Linked DNA regions of Mus musculus: region 2 is linked to region 1. The links are chromatin contacts, called in public HiChIP or PLAC-seq maps. All regions are on one chromosome and are shown on one strand. Each heading gives the region's core, a stretch centred on a gene start, on an enhancer-like site or on the middle of the called end of the contact. The rest is flanking DNA. Distances are from core to core; before and after follow the strand shown. Region 1 overlaps Mtfr1 (mitochondrial fission regulator 1). Region 2 has its middle 49 kb from the start of Gm42190.

What was found. HiChIP or PLAC-seq counts read pairs in DNA pulled down with a chosen protein or histone mark.
Region 2: a FOXA1 HiChIP or PLAC-seq map of pancreatic cancer cells shows a contact between it and region 1. The contact joins two enhancer-like sites. A contact is called at or near these places in 6 of 39 promoter capture datasets (the 3T3-L1 cell line, the C10 cell line, liver and 1 more), 1 of 15 datasets of contacts at CTCF or cohesin (pro-B cells), 1 of 484 Hi-C or Micro-C datasets (B cells), 1 of 115 datasets of contacts at active chromatin or transcription factors (pancreatic cancer cells) and 1 of 9 other capture datasets (embryonic stem cells).

What each region holds. Positions count from the first base shown.
Region 1 is chr3:19,202,279-19,206,845 of GRCm38.p6, reverse strand. It overlaps Mtfr1 (mitochondrial fission regulator 1), which reads right to left. Exons shown (of 8, transcript NM_026182.6): 3 at 296-394. Among named protein-coding and RNA genes, the nearest start is that of Mtfr1, 16 kb to the right of the region's middle. Within about 2 kb of position 2,520, at least 40 of the 459 cell types and tissues checked have an H3K27ac peak or open chromatin away from gene starts, as enhancers often do. A contact at or near this core is called in pancreatic cancer cells, where this site is marked.
Region 2 is chr3:19,903,076-19,907,642 of GRCm38.p6, reverse strand. No RefSeq gene overlaps it. Among named protein-coding and RNA genes, the nearest start is that of Gm42190, 49 kb to the left of the region's middle. Within about 2 kb of position 2,747, at least 18 of the 459 cell types and tissues checked have an H3K27ac peak or open chromatin away from gene starts, as enhancers often do. A contact at or near this core is called in pancreatic cancer cells, where this site is marked.

The DNA of each region.
Region 1 (4,567 bases), core at 1,271-3,770:
AACAACCCAAAGGCCAAGCAGGTTCAGGGTCACCTGGGAATTACCAACTGTCTCACCCTGGGCTTCCCAAGCTTCCTCTAGGCATTTTCAGGGAGGATAAATGTTGAGGATCTGGAATAATCACTTCAGAGCAACTAAAATTAGAAAGACCTTGCTTGCCTGTTAATCCTCTCTATTTCAGTGTTAATAGGAGAAAGCCTCAAAAACAATTCAGTATTTCTAAAAACACTGTGCCTAATCACATATTTCTAAGGCACATATTACCATTTAAATATGAAAAACACAAACCCAATACCTGAAATTGAACTCTTGGACACTGAATCAGAGATAAGTTGGTACCAATTTTCCTTACGATACTTCGAGATGAACCATATGGTTTTCCAGACCATAGTACCTAAGGAAACAGGGAAAAACCAGATGATTACAAATTTCTTAAATCGTTAATAAAATACATGGACCTGCTAAGTGAATGCTAACATAGTAATCACAGTTTTGTAATGTTCTAAATATTCTAGTAAATAAGCTAGTATTTCTCAATTCAGAAATTAAAGGATGGACAGACAGATAGTCGGTTGGCATTACAGCGAAAAACCTTCATATAAGATATTATGTAAAAATTTAGACTAGTATCTAACGTATTTTTATTTTTGTGTGTATGTGTGTGTATGTACATGTGTGTGTACACACACACACATGCTGGCTTACATATAAAGGTCAAAGAACACCTCTGTGAAGTCTATTTTCTTCTGCCACCTTCCCTGAGTTCTGGGGATCAAGCTCGGGTTGCCCCCCTTGTGCAGCAAGCCATCTCAGCAGCACCAATATCCTCTAGCAACCTTAAATAATACTGTATTGGGGACTACAAATATTTTCTTACAATTCTACACAAGAAATGCTCTGTACCTATTCTACCATATTTTCAGTTTTAGAATTTTAAAAATGTAAGAATTTGGAAATATGAGCCACTTTGGCTATGGTAATTTTTCAAATTAAATCCAAAATCTGTATGAGGCTTAAGGAGTGGTTTTGTGTCATGAATATTATTTTTTACTACACAAAGGTGACTTTCTCCAGCATTTGTGGGATAAATCCAGTCCCACTTGTCCTGCTTAAAGGGCCTTGTCTTTAAATCTTATAAACTGCTATGTGTATTAGTAGCTGCCACACTGAGAATCACCCCCACCCCGCCCCCACCCCCGCGTGAGATAATACACAGGGCACTAGAGGATTCCTAAAAGCTCACCACATAACTCCAGCCATAACAGTTAGTTAAGTTACTGGAGATTTCAGCTGCAATCTTACCCTTCTAACCCAGAAAACTCTACCCATGTTGAGTACTACATCTGAAAGCCTAGCCAGAGAGGTAAAGAGCAGCTTTAAAAGAAAAAAAATCATAATTCAAACTTTCGTAATTATCTCTTAGTACTAAACAAACACCAATCAGATAAAAATGGACATTTAGTTCCCTGTTTAAGGTCAGCCAAATTCTAACTTAAAGAATGAAATTATGCTACTATATTAATGTAATTATGAATACTAATTAACCTAATGGAAACTTTATGACCAACAGTTAGTTCCCATTTCTTGTGGTAGATATAACACTTACCAAAACTAGACCATATACCATTCTCAAAGCACACAGTATATGAAACACTCATAGAAATAGCTTTAAATTCTCAAATTCAGTAACTAAATCCAATTTAGAATACTATTATATATGTAGTCAGAGTGAAGTTTGTGGGGGTACATATGGTGCCCACCCCACCTCAGGCCACCTCAACCTTTTAAAAGTTTGTCTATCATCTATGGTCCTGGTTTTACTGACTTTATCTGGAAGAATTCCAGAAAATTCTATGACAGCCAACAAAACCCTTTCTTGTTGTTTTTCTTCTTACAAAGAAAAAAAATCTTTGTAAGTAAATAAACTGACAGCACAATTTTGGAAATTTGGGACAGAAGACAGATTAAATATTAAAATGTGAATGAAGTTATACAAAGAATTTATAAGGCAAAGTTACCCTAGTTTACAGAAAATATGAATAGCACCAACAATGATATAGAGGACTATCAGCAGTCCTCATTACATGAGGACAAGGAAGAACTTCCAGCAGAAAAATGGTTCTCACAGTTCAGAGCAACAAAAAAGAATCAGCAGCCAAGAAAGAATATGAAAAAGTCATTATAGAACACAATCTTTAAGCTTTTTACCTTATACATTTTAATAGGTCTTGATCTTTAAAATAAAACCCAGAAGGCAATCGTAACTACAGCACTCAGTCATTTCTTTTCCAATCTCCCATTTAGTCACAAGCCAAAGCTCTACTGTGATGTAGGAAACTCGGAATGCTATTTGTACCAATTACCTAGTCTGCAGTGACCCTCCACCTCTCTAGGAAACAAAGTCCTGCCCAAGGAGGAAGAAAGATCGTAAAGAAAACCTTGAAAAGGACCAGCCCAGGTCAGGGCCAATGCTTCTGCCAGCTTCCAGCAACCCTCACTAGTCTTCCCATCTGTTTAACATCAGCAGGAAAGAATGCCAGGTGCCTTCAGGAAGGGAAGTGGCCAGTGATTCAGCTTTTAATTATAAGGACTAAGTAAACTGTTTAGGCCTTGCCTACAAAGTTAGAACAGACTGCTTTGTGTCATCACATTTTTAAACATACTCAGTAAACTAACATAATGTTGCTCTTCTGATCCTTTTGAACTAACTGCCCAGTACTTAGTATGAAAACAATAATACAAAGCAGGGGAGTATGTAACAACGACTGGACTATTTAAAAAGAAGCATCACAGCCTCCATTAGATGGTAAGAAATAAGAGGAAACAACAGCTAACTTCCAGGAAGTCTAACGTGAGGTCCTGATACTTGATTCTGTCTCCCCACCACCACCCCCTTTTAAATACAGCACTCACAGTGGGAAGAAATTGTAAATGGCTCAGAAGAAACAGTGAACAGATGGTACTGAAAAGTCACCGTCTGTGCCCGGGGAGGCTGCGTGACCTGAGTGTGCCTCCGACCCTGACTCATGGCTGAACTGTGCTTTCCAGTATACTAGTTTGGAGAAGGGCAGACTCTCTAAAGAGAAACTGCTATCAATTTTCCTCAGATGAAAGGGTAGTCAGAAAGAAAACTGTCATTGCTAGAACATTTGACCTAATTAATAAGACAATTCACTGCTTTATCTACAAAAACTGCTTATAAATAATCAACAATGTCTGCGTATTTGTGCATGCCTGTGTCTAGGAATGACAGTCTACAACATTTAGTAACAGGGTTTGAAAGTGATGACAGCAAGGAAAGACAAGAGAAAAGCAATTTGTTCTCTTTCATGTTGTGAAATGCTATTGTAGAAGTGTTGACGTGTGAAGCTGTCGTCTGTCCCTGCTCAATATAGGAATCCATTAGAAACTATATTATTTGAAAAAAAGTCAAACAATAAGCTTCATTCTAATATTTTCTTCAATCTACATGATATAGTTTCAGTCTCATATCCCTGAAATTCTTTGTAAATTAACATGTGCATGCAACACTGGGGGAGATGGGAAAATACAAACCATTAATCACAGTGTTTAAGGAGAGTGGACAAACACAAATTCCTAATTCCAAAGGAGCCAAGAAAAATTTAACAACATGCAACCACCCAGATACACAGCCCACATACAATAGTAGAATCCCTAACCAAAGAGTAATTTCTCTCGTTTATACACTTCCTCCAAAGCACAAACTGGTAACATAGGAATAATTGAGGTGTATGAATAGATTGCTAATACAATTCCCATGTTGCCTGTAACTTTTCAAATATAAATTGCTGGGACCAGTTGCAGTCATGTTCTAACACCGTCACTCTGGAGACTGAGACAGGGGAATCTTGAGTTCATGTCCAGTGTGGGCTACATATAAGACTGTCTCAGGGGCTGGTGAGATGGCTCAGTGGGTAAGAGCACCCGATTGCTCTTCCGAAGGTCCAGAGTTCAAATCCCAGCAACCACATGGTGGCTCACAACCATCCCTAATGAAATCTGATGCCCTCTTCTGGAGTGTCTGAAGACAGCTACAGTGTACTTACATATAATCAATAAATAAATCTTTAAAAAAAAAAAAAAAAAAAAAAAAGACTGTCTCAGAAAAAGTCTAATGATAAACATAAATTTTGAAATTCTTCCTTAAGGATAAATACATAAGATGGAGAAAGAATTCAAACATCATAAAGATGTTTTAAGTACAAACAAATGTTGGAAGTGTGGCTGGTGAGATGGCTCAGTCTGTGACCTGAGTGCAATACCAGAGACCACACTATGGACGAAGAGAGCCGACTGGGTCTGTCTTTTCCTCTAATTTAAGTGTACTTGTTGAAGGAGTAGAAAGATGGCTCAGCAGTTAACAGTACTAGCTATTCTTCCAGGGGACCTGGGTTTAATTCCCCTCCCGCACATGCAGCCCCACAAACAATGGTCTCTAACTCCAGTCCCAAGGGATCTGCTTCCCTCTTCTGGTCTCCTTGGCACCAAGCACAAAGTGATACATGTACAGACACATATATTCAGGGAAAAAATCCATACACACAAA
Region 2 (4,567 bases), core at 1,498-3,997, 700 kb before region 1:
TGAGCTGAGAACTTCTGTTATTATTTTTTTTAAAGATTTATTTTATGTATATGAGTACACACTTTAGTTGTACAGCTGGTTGTGAGCCTTCATGTGATTGTTGGGAATTGAACTTAGGACCTCTGGCTGCTCTAGTCAACCCCACTTGCTCAGGCCAAAGATTTATTTATTAGTATAAGTTCACTGTAGCTGTCTTCAAACACACCAGAAGAGGGTATCAGATCTCATTATGGGAGGTTGTGAGCCACCATGTGGTTGCTGGGATTTGAACTCAGTACCTTTGGAAGAGCAGTCGGTGCTCTTACCCACTGAACCATCTCACCAGCCCATCTGTTATTAATTTTATTATTTATGTTTATTATTATTTTTATTATATTTTATTAAGAAATAAATATTTTAAAAATGTTCTTCAAATAGCATACGTGTGCTTTCAGTTTTGAAGAACACTGTAGTTAAAAGTGAAAGGATAAATAGTGTTAAATATCATTCACTCAACCCTCTGCCACAGTTGGAGTTCTGTATCAACAGTGTCTCAGGGAGAGGCAGGTATTTTCATCAGCCTGCCTCACACATGTCTTGTTTTCTCTTTTCCACACTTTGCCTACATGTCAGTGGCAGAAAGTAAAACTTAAGCTTATGTAAAAACTCAAAATGAGGTTATTTATCAAGCTCTACTTGGTCAAGGCCTGCAGGCAGCTATGAGGAGCACGCTGAAGGTCCACCCACATGGGGCCCTGGATTGTGAGACTCCAGCCCTCACAGGTCAGGAGTTTTGACTGAACCATGTGACTCTCAACTCACCCTGGAACATTCTATGTAATTTTCCCACATCTTCAAGGAATTTACATTCAAACTGACACTGCACTTGCGCCACTAGTAGCACCCAGACCACAGGCCTCCCAAGGTCAACTACTCCCATCCCACCCCTCTATCCTCTATGAAAGCCTCAGGCTGTGTGAGCTGGTCAATTCCCAGAAGATTTCACCTCAGTGATGCTGGTCTCTTCTTAATCACTGCTAATTTCTTAGCTCCAACTAACCAGCATCAATTGTCCCAGTAGTTCCTTCCATTCTTAACTCTAGAACCAGAGCCACATGGCTGAAGCTGCCAAGTTCTGCTGTTTGCAGGACATAGAACATGATCCCCTTGTACTATTACATTATCACTGGCTTTATGTTTTCCAAATCCTTCACTGCCTAAGCTTCGCTGTCCTGGATCTTGTTCTGTAGATTGACCTTGAACACAGAGATCTGCATGGCTGTCTCCTGGGATTAAAGGTGTGTACCAACAAGCCAGAATCTAAATTTAGCTGGGTAGGATCTTGCCCCAAGGTCCCACTCCCTTAATCTGTTATCTCCTAGAACACAGGATTTTGCTCCATTTCACTTCCTGGTACCCCTTTAATACTCGAAATTGTATATTTTTCCTTTCTAAGCTTGCTATGCTGTTCAAACTTCTCTTCATAAGACTTAACCAGAGAACAAAGTCTTTGCTGGGCTTTTTTTGAAACTTCCTTTGTCAATGCAATTAATCTGAGTCTCTTCACCTTAGCCTTGGGCAGACTTTTCAGACAAGGTAAAAAAAGTAGCCACATTCTTCACCAAAACACCACAAAAACAGTCTTTATGCCACATTCTGAAATTATTATCCTTTGAAATCTCTTGGGCCAGGTCAACACAGTTCAAATTACTCCCAACAACAAAGTCTTCCATATTCCTACTAGGATGACCCATTAAGCCTCATTTAAAGCATTCCACTGAGTTCCAAATCCAAAGTCCCCAAATCCACATTCTTTCAAATAAAAGCATGGTTAGGCTTATCACAGCAATACCCCAGTCCCTGGTACCAACTTGTCTTAGCCAGGGTTTCCTTTCTTTCTTTCTTTCTTTCTTTCTTTCTTTCTTTCTTTCTTTCTTTCTTTCTTTCTTTCTTTCTTTCCTTCTTTCTTTCTTTCTTTCTTTCTTTCTTCCTCCCCCCCACACCCTCTGGAGACACGGTTTCTCTGTATAGCCCTGGCTGTCCTGGAACTCACTTTGTAGACTAGGCTGGCCTCGAACTCAGAAATCCACCTGCCTCTGCCTCCCAAGTGCTGGGATTAAAGGCATGTGCCACCACTGCCCGGCTAAGTCAGGGTTTCTATTCCTGCACAAACATCATGACCAAGAAGCAAGTTGGGGAGGAAAGGGTTTATTCAGCTTACACTTCCATACTGCTGTTCATCACCAAGGAAGTCAGGACTGGAACTCAAGCAGGTCAAGAAGCAGGAGCTGATGCAGAGGCCATGGAAGGATGTTTCTTACTGGCTTGCTTCCTCTGGCTTGCTCAGCCTGCTCTTACAGAACCCGATACTACCAGCCCAGGGATGGCATCACCCACAATGGGCCCTCCCACCCTTGATCACTAATTGAGAAAATGCCCCACAGCTGGATCTCATGGAGGCATTTCTCCAACTGAAGCTCCTTTCTCTGTGATAACTCCAGCCTGTGTCAATTGACACAGAATCAGCCTGTAGAGAGGGTCTTGCCTTAGTGGTGAGTCAGCCTGTGTCAATTGACACAGAACCAGCCTGTAGAGAGGGTCTTGCCTTAGTGGTGAGTCAGCAAATACTTGACTCCATAGCCTCCTCCCCACCATTCCAAAATTCAAATCTGGAATTTAAACATCCAGGGAGGGAAAAGGTAAGGGGAGGAAAACTCGGTACCTCAGTTACTCTGTCTTCCTGAGGTCAAGACAAAACATAACGCAAGGCTGACACCTAGTGGCTACCTACTTGCTACAGGAGCCCACCCTGCATTAAACTAAGGACCAACTGAGAAACAAAGGAAGAAAGATATCTGAAATCAGTGCTGGCGACATGCCTGCCTCTGCCCATCCTTTCATGTTATTTTAAGTTCTAAGGATAATTAAGTCACTTCTACCTCTTATCTGAGGGTTCTGCCTGGCCCTCTCTTGCGTTCTGCAATGTTCACCTGGATTGATTTCCTCAGCTCCCTCCTCACTATCCTCTATCCTATTAAGAGATTCATGTCTGAAGCCCTCAGGCTTGCTCATCCTTTGGTTCTAGCCCTGGTCTACATTTGTGGACTGTTTCCTTCACACAAATTTTTCTAGAAGTGTGTTTCTAGTACACTTCTGGCCCTGGCAATCGAGTCATAGCTTCCAGGCTGGATTTTACTTTGGTATTGGAGCTCTGGCAGTTTTAATAATTAGGCTCAGTCACTTGTCCTCAATAGGCCAGTCAAGGGGCCAAAAAAGCAAAGGCAGAGAGAAATTTATTCAATGTGGCTGCACCAGGAAGGGGGTCTGACATAAGGCATAGGTTTAAGTGGGGGAATGGAGAGATGGCTCATCAGTTAAGAGCTACTCTTCCAGTAGGCAGGGGATGTTTCTTTGGGCTCCAATACTCCCTGCTCACCTGGATTGTCTCTTCCTTCTCCTGCTCATTTCCCACTCTGCCCAAGCCTTACACATGGGGCTTTGCTCCCGGGCTGCCTTCAGGCCCCCTTCCTTCTCCCTTACCCTTTATGGTCTCACATACTAAGACCCCGGATAGCGCTCCACTTACCTCTCGGTCTTTGCCATTCTGCTTTCACTGTCATTTCTCATCCAGATGTTTACTAGTTACCAAATTGGTTTCTCAGCTGCATCCTTGTTAGCTCTCTTCCCCAGTGTGGTCAGGGGCATTTTCCCTATGACCCCACTTCTTTAAAGCTTCTTTCCACGGCAAATAAACTTCAGACCCAGCCCTGCCTGCTTGGCTCCTTATCTTGCTTCATCTCTGGGGTTTAGCTCCTAAAAAATTAACAGTGTCTCTTTTCTCCTCTCTTCACTACCTTCCTCCCTTCCACACCGTGAATTTTGCCCTAGACATTTCCTTGCTTGGGATCCACTTTCCTTCTCTTCCGCTCTCTTCTTAATACATATGTTCTCTCCTGCCTCTTCTGGAGTACTCTCCTGAGGCCCCAGCCAGGAACACTTTCTCTGTGACCCAATGCACTGCACTTCCTAACTAAAACTGTTCCCAGGGGCTAGAGGGATGGCTCAGTGCTTAAGATGGCTCTTATTCCAGAGAACTTGGCTTTGATTCCCAGAACCCACAAGGAGGCTCACAACCCTCTGCAATGTCAGTTCCAGGCAATTCAGTGCCCTCGAGTCTTCTCCAGGCACACACGTGCTGCACAGACAGACATACAGGCAGAGGAGACACCCACACACATGAAATAAACTGCTTCCAAACTCACTCCATACACCCCCTTTTCCCACTCCACTTTCCACTGGCACCAGTGTGCTAACATAACTGCATTCACCCCGAATTTTCTTTGCAGGTCTTCTCAAGCCCTTTACACATTGATGTAGATATCAATAGAGTGAAAATTAGCTCCCCAAGTTTTGGTCATGGACCTCTTTTACCACAAGCATCCTGAGATGTGAGTGCTTCAGGGTGAGAGACCTGTGACACAATTTACCATTTCATTATAGACTGGGGAACAAGGACTGAAAAGCCAAAGTTAAACCCATGGCTATTCCACTGCTATATAACATCAAACAAAATCATTTTCACACTTTC